Linked DNA regions of Zea mays: region 1 is linked to region 2. A link is a contact called in public Hi-C data. All regions are on one chromosome and are shown on one strand. Each heading gives the region's core, a stretch centred on a gene start, on an enhancer-like site or on the middle of the called end of the contact. The rest is flanking DNA. Distances are from core to core; before and after follow the strand shown. Region 1 has its middle 65 kb from the start of LOC103626334. Region 2 holds the start of LOC103626334 (protein FAR1-RELATED SEQUENCE 1).

The links. Hi-C and Micro-C count contacts between places; a contact is called where the count stands out from the background.
Region 1: a Hi-C map of leaf shows a contact between it and region 2, with 4 times the contacts expected there. The contact joins the enhancer-like site here to the promoter of LOC103626334 in region 2. A contact is called at or near these places in 3 of 25 Hi-C or Micro-C datasets (bundle sheath, endosperm and leaf).

Annotation. Positions count from the first base shown.
Region 1 is chr5:51,001,462-51,008,834 of Zm-B73-REFERENCE-NAM-5.0, reverse strand. No RefSeq gene overlaps it. Among protein-coding and RNA genes, the nearest start is that of LOC103626334, 65 kb to the right of the region's middle. Within about 2 kb of position 3,759, at least 11 of the 20 cell types and tissues checked have an H3K27ac peak or open chromatin away from gene starts, as enhancers often do. A contact at or near this core is called in leaf, where this site is marked.
Region 2 is chr5:50,937,019-50,944,098 of Zm-B73-REFERENCE-NAM-5.0, reverse strand. It overlaps LOC103626334 (protein FAR1-RELATED SEQUENCE 1), which reads right to left and starts at 3,528. Exons shown (of 17, transcript XM_035959029.1): 1 at 2,779-3,528; 2 at 1,938-2,385; 3 at 1,480-1,636; 4 at 1,056-1,293; 5 at 792-947; 6 at 216-273. LOC100280136 (Auxin response factor 16) reads right to left here. Exons shown (of 4, transcript NM_001361024.1): 2 at 6,401-7,080; 3 at 5,322-6,313; 4 at 4,742-5,156. The coding sequence ends at 5,087.

The DNA.
Region 1 (7,373 bases), core at 2,510-5,009, 65 kb before region 2:
CTACACCTTTTGCGACCACTACTAGGAGTAGAAGAGTTAAGAAATCTTTCCCTAGATTCATCTTCTCCTTGTTCTTCATCACATATTTCTTGTTGGTGTCCATGAGCATCACCAGGGAAACAAGAACTAGACCCATCAACAACAATGCCATGGAACATCTCAGCTAAGTGGTCCATATATGTGGGAACCCCATACTGGAACTTCCTGCATTCAGTATGTTTCTGCAATCAAAAGGTAACATATCCTATTAGCTAACATTACTCACTGCTATAACCTAAGATAATTATATGTAACTACGTGTACTAACCTCGGTGTGAATCTTCCAAAAGGACTCTGAGGCTACAATTGTACCATCAGTTCTTCTACCTAGACCACTTTGACTGTTAATGAACAACCAGAACGAGTACATGTTTTTGCATTGAGTCCACCTATTCTTAAATTGTTTTCTGTCATGTCTTAAAACTGTCTTAGAAAAGAACTCTTCCTTGATGATGTTATATCCTCTTGTTGACATTGTACCATTGTTGCAGTTTCCAACTCTAATTTGTTCAACACATAATTCAGAGAAAATTTGTGTGTTTTCTTCACTCCAAAGAGCTTTGTCAAACTGAGGCTATTGTGCATATGGACAAACAAAAGAAAGTACTCGTAAATAATTGAACAAACAGAATATAGTAATTGAACATGTGGTGGTTGTAAAGAAAAAACACATAAGATTTCAGAAATAGATACATACTACCTAACATATTTCAGAGATAGATACATGCAAAAACTGTGAATAAGCAGCTACAGCCACTTGGAAAACTAAAGCAAAAACTCTAGGAAAGACTGTAGGAAATGTGACTCAAACTATATGAAAGATAGGAGATGAACCCATTAACTGCATGCAACATTAGACATGATACAAACAGATAAAATAAATCATACAGTAAAATAAATTATAAAGACATGCAACATTAGAATATAACAATCATGTATCATTGTTAGTTAAGTATAACATATAACAGTAAAATAAATTATAACAACTGAACGAGTATACATACAGGAACTGAGATGAACATATAACAGATATAAAATAGTGCCTTACCACAGCTAAACGAGCTTCGGATTCAGTTTCTGCTTCATCCTCCAAATGTTCAACAGGAACGGAGATACCACCACTACCTCGGAAACCTCTGAACCTCCCCCTTCCTCTAGAAATACCTCTAGATGCATCTCGGCCACGAACCAGAGGCGGGTTTCCTCTTCCTCTCATGCCTCCAGTAGTAGATCTGGTTGTTTGGAATGGAGTGCAGCCAATTCTAATGCATGAATCTGGAAATCCTAGGTTGTTTGTTGGTTCACCAGTCTCTAGAACTTGTTGATACAAACTGAAGTGGGGAAACTCAGTGCCCTGGTGGTTCAGATCGAGTTGATCCATCCGAATCCGGGGCGCAGAGTTGTTCATCGATGAGGAATGAATCAAGTGGGTTGGGGAGAAGAGGCCGAACTCGTTGTCCTCCGCCACTTTGTGGATGGGGATGGTGAGGTTCCTCGGTGCTGAGGATGAGCCGGCTTGGGAGAGAAAATCACGAAAGCTGTGATGGCCATCCATGATTCATCGCGCGCGGGAATGAGGGAGTGGCAGGGGCGTTCGTCGCGCGCAGAAGAGGATGAGGGAGTGGCGGGGGGCATTCGTCGCGCGCGAAGGCGACGTCGGCGTTCGGTGTTAGTCGACGGGCTTGGAAGAGGAAGAGGATGAGGGAGTGGTTGTGCTCGTCGCGCGCGAGAGAGAAGAGGGATTGGCTGCGTTCGTCGCGCGCGAGAGAGATGAGGGAGGGGCGGGGGGCATTCGTCGCGCGCGAAGGTGACGTCGGCATTCGGTGTTAGTCGACGGGCTTGGAAGAGGAAGAGGATGAGGGAGTGGTTGTGCTCGTCGCGCGCGAGAGAGAAGAGGGATTGGCTGCGTTCGTCGTGCGCGAGAGAGATAAGGGAGGGGCGGCGACGGACGCTGGGAGGAAGGGGCGGCGGCGGATGTGAGAGACGAGAGGGAGTGGCTACGGGTGTGAGAGAGAGACGAGGGAAGGTAAGGGTAAATGGATAATTGTGGACTTTTAGTCTCTTTTAGCACATATGTTAAGGACTAAAGACTAAACGAATTTAGTCCATATTTTAGACCTTGTGTTTGGCAAAAAAGGGACTAAATGGGAGTAGAAACTAGATACTAATCTTTAGTCCCTCTAACCAAACACCCCCTAAATGGGTCATGGGTGTCAAGTTTTTGGAAGATGGGCTCACCATAATATTAGTGCTTCTCTCTCTAAAATAGAGAAACAACTAGAGAATCAAGCAATCCAGGTATCAAAAATAATCGAATGCTACAAATTAAAGAAATAAATGATTGTTACTGACCTTAGAGCAAGAAGATCATGCTCACGCACCAAAATCTAAGACATAGCATGCATGAGTATTTTAATAAAACCAGTCGTAACAGTGAAGTAAGGGGTTGGCTTTCTTGGCTAAGTGTGCTCGGAAAAAAGAAGTAAGGTCGTGTACAACCTAGAGCCTCTCGCTCGATTTTCTAAGTAAAAGAGACGGCTAAAAACTCCATCATACAATGGGCTATCTTTAAAATCTGTTACATCATTAATGCAGTGAAGATACAATATGTATAGAGAGCCGTGTAGAGACGGGATCTCTGCGAAGAGCTCGTCTCTTGTGTTTTTTATTTAACTTCTCTTGAGAGGTCTTTGGGGGGCTAAGTGAAAAAAAATCAAGAGACGGGCTCTTCGTGGAGAGCATGTCTCTCTATACGACTCTCTATACATATTGTATCTTGACTGTATTTATGATTTACGAGCTCACGACGATTGTATCGTGTTATTTATTAACGTTCTCTTGTGCTTGAAAAACTGAACGGAAGTCTCTAGGTTGTACACAGCCCCCTATATTTACAATTTCGTTTTGGATTTTCTAAAAAACCGTTTTGTCGACCAAAGGTTGGCTTTTATATTTTAAAATTTGAAACCGGAATACATTGAGATTCAGAAACCCGACCGGTTTTCGAAGCCGAGAACGGTGAAAGTTACCGGTTCTCGTCATTTTTCGAGTGGGAAGATCATCGCTGTCACGCCCCTATAAAGAAGAACGTCAGCTTTTATACCGTGCAACTATCACCTCAAAGTCAAAAAAAAAACCCATCATAGCTGCCGCGCACTGCACAAGATGCTGCAGCACTGGTGCACTCGGTACGATTGCGACCGACGAACTACGACGATAAGCTGCCCTTAGCTTTGTTGTCTTGCTCTCGTTGCTGCCTTTTTGTTGCGTGTGGCTGCTTGTAACAAATCGTTTGTTATGCTAATAATATATAAGGCAAGCCGCGTGCGAGCGAAGGTTATTTAATTTTTGTGGTGTCGTCGTTGCCATCGAATCCAACCGCAGGCTTTGGTCGATGCGTCCAAGACTCCAAGTAGCTAGATAGGTTAGCTAGCTCGTTGCTGGCTGTTATTCTATGGTGACAGTTCGAGCTCACTTTTGTTCTGTAGTCCCCCCCGTGACGTTTCGTTTTACCTTCCCAGACAATGTAATGTCGCCCCTATTATACTGTACATAGGGAGTGCAAGGAAATAAACCGACGGCTCTTCACTCCACGTCGTCTCCGGGCCGTGCGTGCGTGCGTGTGCAAGAAAATGGAATAATCACCGCTGCACGGATCGGTTTCCCAGTCGCGCGCACCGTGGCTCGCTTGGTGGACGACTACTGTGCAGAGACGACGTGTGCGTTGCGGCGAGGATCCGTTCCTGCATCCCCCACCACGTGACAGTCTCTCTGCAGCTTCGATTACATGTGCTATACGGTTTTTATATAATATAAATAGGTATTAAGATATTTATTTAAATATAATTATTGTTTATTTTTAAACACTAAGATATATATGGTACGGTAGTTAGCCTCAATTTTTCGGAGCTAGTGGTGTGGTACGGTAGTTAGCCTCAATTTTTTGGAGCTAGAGGTGTGGGTTCGAGTGTTTGCTCTGCATATTTTTTGCGCGGTATGGTAGCTGCGTGGGTGGAGTTGGGTGCTGAGCAGGCGCAATAGCTGACTATGTAGACGCTGGACAGGGTAGTAGCTGAGAGTGGGGAGTGGGTCGGAAGAACCAGTCGGAGCGCGTGTGTCGGGGACCATAATTAGGGGTACCCTCAAGACGCCTAATTCTCAGCTGGTAACCCCATCAGCATAAAGCTGCAAAGGCCTGATGGGTGCGATTAAGTCGGGGATCAGTCCATACGAGTGACTCGATCACGCTTCACCCGAGCCTAGCCTCGGACTCGGGCAGCCGACCTCGAGGGACTTCCGTCCCGCCCGAGGCCCCCTTTTTAACGGCGAACACATCTCCGGCTCGCTCGAGGCCTTGGCTTCGCTAAGAAGCAACCCTGACTAAATCGCCGCACCGACTGACCAAGTTGCAGGAGCATTTAACGTAAAGGTGGCCTGACACCTTTATCCTGACGCGCGCCCCCGGCAGAGCCGAAGTGACCGCCGTCACTCAGCCGCTCCACTGACCGGTCTGACGGGAGGACAGCGCCGCCTGCGCCGCTCCGACTGCAGTGCCACTCAACAGAGTGAGTCTGACAGGCAGTCAGACCTCGCCAGAGGCGCCATAGGAAACTCCGCTCCGCCCGACCCCAGGGCTCGGACTCGGGCTAAGACCCGGAAGACGGCGAACTCCGCTCCGCCCGACCCCAGGGCTCGGACTCGGGCTAAGACCCGGAAGACGGCGAACTCCGCTCCGCCCGACCCCAGGGCTCGGACTCGGGCTAAGACCCGGAAGACGGCGAACTCCGCTCCGCCCGACCCCAGGGCTCGGACTCGGGCTAAGACCCGGAAGACGACGAACTCCGCTTCGCCCGACCCCAGGGCTCGGACTCCGCCCTGGCCTCTGCTGAACGACTTCCGCCTCGCCCGACCCAGGGGCTCGGGCTCGGCCTCGGCAACGGAAGACAGATTCGACCCCAGCTTCGGAGGAACGCCCACGTCGCCCGGCCTCGGACGCGGGCCCGCCACGTCAACAGGGAGCGCCATCATCGTCCTACCCCGAGCCGACTCGGGTCACAGAGAACAAGACCGGTGTCCCATCTGGCTAGCTCCGCCAGATAAGCAATGATGGCGCCCCCAAGCTCTGTGACGACGGCGGCTCTCAGCTCTCTTACGGAAGCGGGGGGACGTCAGCAAGGACTCGACCGCCCGACAGCTGTCTCTCCGCCAGGCTCCGTTGCTCCCCGACAGCCACGACATTACGCCAGCAGGGTGCCAAGATCTCTCCGGCTGCCACATTGGCATGTACTTAGTGCGCTAGCTCTCTCTCCGCTAGACACGTAGCACTCTGCTACACCCCCATTGTACACCTGGATCCTCTCCTTACGCATATAAAAGGAAGGACCAGGGCCTTCTCAGAGAGGGTTGGCCGCGCGGGACCGAGGACGGGACAGGCGCTCTCTTGGGGCCGCTCGCTTCCCTCACCCGCGTGGACGCTTGTAACCCCCCTACTGCAAGCGCACCCGACCTGGGCGCGGGACGAACACGAAGGCCGCGGGACTTCCACCTCTCTCACGCCCATCTCCGGCCACCTCGCCTCTCCCCCCTTCGCGCTCGCCCACGCGCTCGACCCATCTGGGCTGGGGCACGCAGCACACTCACTCGTCGGCTTAGGGACCCCCCGGTCTCGAAATGCCGACAGTTGGCGCGCCAGGTAGGGGCCTGCTGCGTGCTGACGAACAGCTTCCCGTCAAGCTCCAGATGGGCAGTCTCCAGCAACCTCTCCGGCCCGGGACGGTGCTCCGTTTCGGGAGCCTTGAGTTCATGTCCTTCGACGGCAGCTACGACGTGATACTCCTTCCACCGCCGCGCGACAACGACAATGGCGGCCGACAACCCGCCCGCCGGCGGCGGAATCGACGACATCTTCCCCGCGTGGTGGAAGAACAACATTCGAGCTCGCTCCGTCCTCTCCCCCGCCAACGGAGGAGGAGGCGGGGCCACCAAGGCCAAGCGAGAGGCCGCGCTTCGTCGGCCGTTGGGCGAATCGACGCCCCCGACGCCCCGACGGAAGGCACGCCGGGCGTCGACCTCGCGTTCGAGACGAAGGCAAGCGCCGTCCCCCCGCGACACGCCGATCCCGAGCAAGAAGACGACGCCAGCGCGCTCGCGGAAAGCCTGCAGGACGTCACCCTCGTACCTGGGATGACGGTGCAACCAGTCCTCGATGTGACTACGTCGCTCCTCGTCGACCAAAAGGTACCGACTAACTCCCATCTTACGTCATTTCGACTCGGCCTCAACCCGCCTAGCAATCTTGCTTTGACGGGCGCTCTCATTGAGGCGAATGCAACCCCACTGGGGTTTCGTATGCGGTCGCCTTGGGACCGGTTGACGGACGTCTCAACCTACGGGCCCTCTGGGTCCGAGGAAGATGACGATCCCAGCATCTGTTGGGATTTCTCTGGACTTGGCAACCCCAGTGCCATGCGGGACTTCATGACCGCATGTGACTACTGCCTCTCCGACTGTTCCGACGGAAGCCGCAGCCTTGACGACGAGGACTGCGGCCCGAGCCGCGAATGTTTCCACGTCGAGCTAGGGGATCCCTCCGAAGGCAACCATCTCGGCATGCCGGAGGACGGTGACCTTCCTAGGCCGGTGCCTCGCGCCGACATCCCGCGGGAGCTAGCTGTGGTCCCCGCTCCGGCGGGGGGTTACGACCCACAACTCGAGCAAGTCCGCGAGGCACAGGCCAGGCTCAACGAGGGAACAGGAGCGCTTGAGCCGGTCCGTCGGGACGTCGGGCAGGTATGGGCGGGCCAACCCCCGGCCGGAGAAATACGTCACCTGCCCCAAGGTCTCCAGCACCGCGTCGCCAACGATGTCAGGGTCAGGCCGCCGTCCGCATCCAGCGGGGTTGGTCAGAACCTGGCAGCCGCAGCGATGCTCCTCCGCGCGATGCCGGAACCATCAACTACCGAGGGTCGGCGAATCCAGGGAGAGCTCAAGAATCTCCTGGAAGGCGCTGCGGCCCGACGGGCCGAGAGCACTGCCTCCCGAAGGCAGGGATACCCATCGGAACCTCATGCCGCGACTTCCCGATTCATGCGGGAAGCCTCGGTCTACACCGGGCGCACGCGCAACACCGCGCCTGCGGCCCCAGGCCACCTCGGCAACGAGCACCATCGACGCGACCGTCGGGCCCACCTCGACGAAAGGGTGCGCCGAGGCTACCACCCCAGGCGTGGGGGACGCTACGACAGCGGGGAGGATCGGAGTCCCTCGCCCGAACCACCCGGTCCGCAGGCCTTCAGTCGGGCCATCCGACGGGCGCCGTTCCCGACCCGGTTCCG
Region 2 (7,080 bases), core at 2,279-4,778:
GTGGCTGCCATGTGAGGGGTATCACAAGAATGTTTTCTCCATAATGAGCAGTAGGTATTCTATTGTGGGTGTCTATAGATAAACAGTGTGATTCTATGAACAAAGTTCTTATTCAGCTCCTGATAAAGGCTCAAAATTCATATGCAGTAGGTATTCTTTGGCACTTATCCAATTTGCAAGGTCACCCAGATGGCTCAACAAAGAAGGATGATGACCTCCACGAAAATGGGTCGATTGGTCTGGGCTCTTTAGTCCAACAAAGTTAGTGGATACCTACAACACATAGTGAATTAGTGATACTCTTTTCCTGATGCTCTGACAAAACACAGGTGTGTTGATAGTTGGTAGAACCCCTGCAAAAATTTATTTATTTAACATACAACATGCAGGTGCACAATGAATTTGCTTGATGCTCTGTCATTTTAGTTTGATTACCAGGGTACTAAGGACTTGATTTGCAATGTGAAAATATTGTGGCTAGCCAGAAATCATAAAGAGGTAAACCCTAAACAGCACATATGTTTCTACCTTCTATCAATTACTTACTGAGCACAAAGGAGTATATTACTTACCCTAAACTACACATACCCCTAATATAATGTTACATGTTGAAAACAAAGGAAAAAACCAATGTGTGCCACTAATAGTTTTACCTTTCAATGATATGAAGAGAGGGCTACTCTTAAATACCGGCCAGAATGTCAAAGACATACCATAATTGTAAACCTTACCAAAACTTGTAAACAGATTGTCTTATATCATACTGATGAATTTGAATGTAGAAACCATACCAAAATCAGGGTTCCTACAGATGCACGCGTCGTGGATCCACCTACACGTCCCAGCTTCGCTTCACAGGTGTGTTGATTGTTGGTAGAACCCCTGCCATTTTATACATGCACGCGGGTGGAGGAGCACTTGTTGCAGTAGGTCCAATGGTGGACAGCCTGCAACAGATGCATTGCAATTAGAATTGGTCATGTTCTTGCTTGGTGAGTGGTGAGGATGGATATGTAGATATGCAAGCAAGGAATTAATTAACGACGTAACAGTACCTAAAGTGTATTTGGTGGCCATGTTCTTGGCGACCTTGTGTTCCCTGGTGGTCATATCCTTCGAGAGCTACTTGAAGACGAAGCCCTCTCCTTTGCAGCGGCCACAGAGGCTAGTCCCACCGCAGTCCGGGCACTCCTCTCCCTCTACCTGCTCTTCTCGTTCATCATGCCGCCGCCGCAGCTGCCGTGAGGCGGCGCCGGACGAGGAGGAATTTGAAAATACAGGTCTTCAAGCTAACTGGATATAAAAGACAAACTAAAGAAATTTGAAAAGAAACACAAGAAGTACATGAAACTATTGAAGGCATCATGTTTTTCTTGAACTTTCAAATAGCAAAACATATTTCAAATGGTCACACAATGAGAATTAATGTAAACAAATTGTCTTATATCATACTGATGAATTTGAGTGTAGAAACCATACCAAAATCAGGGTTCCTACAAATGCACACGTCGTGGATCAACCTACACGTCCCAGCTTCACTTCACAGGTGTGTTGATTGTTGGTAGAACCCCTGCCATTTTATACATGCACGCGAGTGGAGGAGCACTTGTTGCAGTAGATCCAATTGGTGGACAACCTGTAGCAAATGCATTCCAATTGCCACGAAAGTTATAAATTAGTACAAAACATAGATACGAAACGACAAACATCAATATGATATGCAAAATCCATGGTAAAATATCACCATAACACTAATACCATCGCAGCAAGATCTTGTTTTTAGCTCTATAAATTGTGTGTTTATTTATTCCTTAACTTGTAGCTATTATTGTCATATGGTGATGTGGGCACAAAGGGTTCCTAGAGCAACGGAGAAAAATATAGAGCACTTTGTTGTCAAAGCGCGCTATAAGATTGAGCTGATGGTTATGCATGACCTTCCTGTAGATTAAAGGAACAGATTATCCCACAACTGATGGAACCTGCATAAGAGATTATATTGATGTCACAGATTTACTTGATGCTCATGTGAAAGCACTCAACAAGCAGAGCCTAGAAAAGTCGGCATTTACAATGTTGGAACAGGAAGAGGTTTGAATAATTATTATTTGCTCATATGGAGGTTTATACACTGCACAGGTTGTAATAAATACTTTGCTTAACTTACATGGTAACAAGACATAGAGGCCGCAAACAGTTAATCTGTGACAGCATATCTTTGTAGTATTTAAACAAAATAATTTTCGTAGGGTCAATAGTGATTTGTGCGTCAAGCTGTAAGACTGAAGTAAATCATCCCTGAAGTCTTCTCTTGTGGCGTCATTATCACTTTGCTCTGATATATGCATGTCTTTCAGGTCGCTCGGTTAATGAGTTTGTTGATGCCTGCAAGAAGGCAATTGGGGTCTACATCAAAATTGAGTACCTCAACAGAAGGCCAGGAGATTATGCAGAAGTATACAGCGACCCAACAAAGATCAGCAAGGAGCTCAACTGGACAACTCAATATACCGATCTCAAAGAGAGCCTATCAGTCGCATGGAGGTGGCAAAAGTCACATCCGCGGGGCTACGGGCCAAATTAAATATAGCCTGCTGATCTATAATTCACTTAATCGTCAATACATATTAATTCTTTAGTTAGAGATACAAGATCTTGCTACAATACAAAACCCTAACTCATCCCAAAACCAAATCGAGCCTAGCACATGTGGTTCAGCTGTGCAAGTGGCCCAAGCATCCAGAAGTCATTGGAGCAAAAGATAACTACGAATCAAACCTGATTTGGGGGCCTCGGTTCGTCTAGGATGGAATCAAGGAAGCACTGGTGTCCTTCAGGTCTTGCTGCGGTCAATGGCGCTTGAACTCGGGGAAATCGTTGTCACCTCTAGATCCGGCGGCGGCCTCAGATCTGAGAATTCGAAAGGGGAAGTCCCACCTGAGGAGGCCAATGGTGGCGCATGGCACGGCGAGGGCTGCGCGTGGTCCCGAATGGGCGGTGCTGGCGCCAGCAGAGGGGTGCCTAATCCACGCACGGGATTGCCTTCCATGGAGACTGCGGACGCCACAACGCGGACACGGACGCTGATGCCGGGCGGAGGCGACGATCTGGGGCAGAGGGGTACCCAATCCACACGCGAGATCGGGCTGTCGCGGACGCGGATCGAGGGCCGGCGCGGTGATCCGGGGCAGAGGACCCACGTTCCATGGATAGCGGAGAGCCGGGGCGGGGTTTAGGGACGAGCGCGGAGAGCCGAGCGCAGAGGACGCGCTTTCCATGGAGAGAGCCGGGGCGGGGTTTAGGGACGACATGTGGGCGAGGATGGAGAACCGGAGCGAGGCCGCGGGGATTGCAGGAGAGAGAATGGGGCGAGGAGGGCCTGGCGGGGGCATTGGCTGTGAGCACGACGCGATTGCGCGAGGGAGAGGATGGCAGAATACGGTGCAATGTGAACGCCTACAATAAAGCCTTATAGAGTAGTAATATATATATAAACGAGACACGACACGACACATCGCCCCGTCGCTTGCAATCGCAGTCGCAGGCCAGTGGCACGTAAAGGGACGAAAGTAACGTGCGACGATTAGCAAGCAATGTTCTGCCCGATCCGGACACGACGACATGACATCTCGTCGAGACCAGCCAGGCAGACAGCGACGCCACTCGCTTGCCGACACGGCGCCAGCGCCCGCGCGCGGCCTCGGAGGACTCGGAGGGAGAATTTTAGCTGTCCGTACATGGAGGCTCATTCGTGTACGCATGCGCTGCACTGCTGCACGAGTTATTAGACGACTCGGAGGGAGAATTTTAGCTGTCCATACATGGAAGCAAAGCAAGGTTCTGCCGCGCTTCTGCACGAGTGATTCGCCGAGGTTTCACCGCGTGTCTGTCCGTCCGTCCGTCTACCTTTTCACCCACCCGTACGTGCATCACAGCAGAGGAGGACGACGGCGTAGCTCCCACACGGCCTCGCGGCAGAAAACGGTCGCGGTAGAGAGCAAATGCGTGGCCGTACAACAGCACGGCGGATATGCCAAGATCCACGAGCGTTCCACTCTTCCACACGCAGTGCAGTACGTGCACGGTGCAGGGACTGGTTGGTTAACTGGTGGTGGCTAGTGTGTCGCGCGAGCCTACTGTACTGTACCTCGGTTTCGACCGCGGCTAGTGTGCGTGCCACGCTTTTCACCCGTGCGCAGACGAATTCCCAGAGGATACATAAGAAGCGGGGCCGTGGCCGTGGGACTGGATCGGCACGAGAGTACTGCAGGAGTGATCACCGGGCAAACCGTGTGCCATGCATGTACGCAGGTGCAGGTAGATCGCAGAACGGAAGTGTCAGTATAAAAAGGTGAAAGGGGCGCGCGTGGGGAGGGAGAGGGAGGACACGCACGTACCGCTGTCCCTGCGCTGCGCCCACCACAATCTCCGTAGAAATAGAACAACGACAGGGCATGCATGGACCTTGACTGGACGTGACAAGTAGCGCGCGCGTCAAAGAAGGGCCGACACGACAGCACAACACCGACGGACGGACTGACTGACTGACTAACTGACGGTGGAACGCGATGAATTCGATGCGAAATTACTAAACCATGCCCGCCGGCCGCCGATCCCAGCTCCGGCCAGGTGAGAGCACCGAGCAGTCCATGCCTTTTTTTTTTTTTTGTTTACTTGATGATAGAGTAGTAGAGTAGAGACACAAGAGGCAGAGGAACAGAGCGAGAACAGAGAATACTTGAGCATCCCAGACAAACCAACCAACTAACCAAAGCACCTTAGTTATATCAAAAATACAAAAAAATAATAATAATCTTTCAGTAATCGCGTTCGCAAATCAACGGTCCGATGTACACAACACATCCGATCAGTCACTGTGACCAAAGGCAGCTGCATTATGGTTATGGCCACTTGAACTGACAGCAGAAGCAGCAGCATCAAGGTGTACGTACGTACTCCACTACTGTAGAGCTACTAGTCCGACAAATCTTTGGTCCTGGATCAGACGCACGCACGCGCTCCCGTTCCGGGGCGCCTCCCACTCCCAACCGAAACTGCCGAACCGCCGTCTCCTTGAGACTGGACTCTACCTCGCTAAGCTGTCGCTGCTCTCGTCCGTCAGTATGGTCAGCCTCCGGGCGGTCTTGGTGAACTCACTGCACATTCACAAGCATGTTACAAACCAAGCGTACATCAGTACCGTCCAGGCGTCCTAGTCCTAGCTTTCAAGCAATTCAAAGCCAAAGTACCCCCAATACTAATAGGATGCTTCCAAGGAAAGAACAGCCTGCCGCGAGGGTACGGAGTACGCACGGACGGACCTGAAAGGCTCGTCGCCAGGGTGCTTGAGCGCTCCGGAAGCGTCGTCGCGGTAGAACACGTGGCTGGTCAGCTCGGCCTTGTCGACGCCGAACATGTCGGCGAGCCTCTGGTAGAGCTCCTCGTACGACGCGACGGCGGAGAGGTCCAGCGTGCGCCCGACGTCCTCCGACTGCATGAACACCTTGCAGTGCCCGAGGAGGTCGTCCTCAGAACCTGCCGCCCTGTTGTTGCACTCCTCCTCCTGCCAGCACGCCCGCGCCGCCGGGCCTCCGCCACTGGACGTGCCGTCCTGGTTGCTCCTCCCAGGGCTCGACACGTCCGAGTTGCTCACCGTCCTCTCGGCCACGTCGTCGTCGTCGTCGGAGGGGCTCTTCTTCGCCAGCGCCGGCACGACATTGCCGCCGCCTAGCGATATCTGCTGCTCGGTGAGGATCGCTTTCCCGAAGAGCATCAGCTGCGGTGCCGCCGCCGTGGACGCCTTCTTGACGTCTGACGGTGGCTTCTTGCTCTTTGGGGTGCCGATGGTGAGCAGACACGAGACGTCGTCTCGGGCCGCCGGGTGGCCGCCGACGATGAGCCCGGCGGCGATCCTCGGCTGCTGCACCTGCACCTGCACGCCGTGGTCGAGCTGGCGGTGGAGCCCGTGCGGTGACAGGCCCGGCTGCAGCTTGTTCAGGTGGAGATCTGATAAGGATATGCCGAATTGAGCATGCCTGGCTCCCTGTATGCCTGCAGGAGTGCCGTCCGGGAAGTAGCACATCGGGCCACCGGCGCCGCCACGGCCGAGGAGGGGGCTTCCGTGGAACATCGGCGCCGGGAACTGGCCCTCCAGCGGAAGCTCCGGGTACAGTGGGACGCACAGCTTCTTCCTGGGCGGCGAGAAGGGCGTGGCTGTGAGGTGATGGATGACCGGCATGTTCGACACCAGCTCAACCAGCCATGGGCTCACCCTCTTCACGTTCTGTAACAGGTCCGGCTCATCCCAGGCGACCTGTCCCCGGCACACACACAAATCATCAGCATGCATTGCCGCAAGCAAATCATCAACTTTGATAGTTATGGAGCTTGGTTCGTTTACCTGGAGAAGCCTCCAGGGTGAATTGGGCCATCGGATGGGGTCAGCGACGTGCACGGCGGAGACAGTGCCCATGAACCAGCTGATCCGGGACGAGTCCTCCGTCTCGAAGGCCATCTTGAACCTCATCCCGGGGCACCACTGGGTGCGCATGGCGGCGCGCACCGCCCCCGCCTTGACGCAGAACTCTGGCGTGCTCGCCCTCGGGTAGTACACCACCTCGAACGGCTGCCCGCTCACGGCCAGGTTAGCGGCCTCGACGACCTCCTCTGGCCGCACCCGCACCCTGGCGGCCTTCCCCCTCGTGGCGGCCGCGGCCATCATCTTGCCGCCGTCCTCTTCCCCTCGCAGGAACATGGAGAACCCGGCGTACCCGCCGCCCTGCGGCGGGGGCGGCTGCTGGTGGTGGTGGTGCATGAACTCCGGCCCTCCGATGCCGCCCTTCTTGGCGCGCCGGATGCCGACGCAGAGGTCCCCGTTCTCCGTCCGCATGAACACGATGGAGTCCCCCGCGACGAGCTTCTTCTGGTTCACGAAGGTGCTCCAGCCGGTGGTGAGCAGGTGGCGCCGGGGCGTGCCGCGGTAGATGTGGCGGAACTTCCAGACCACGCCGTGCACGTCCTTGGCGAGCACGGTCTGCACGGGGGGGTCGGCCGAGTAGTCGAGCCGCGGGAAGATGGTCT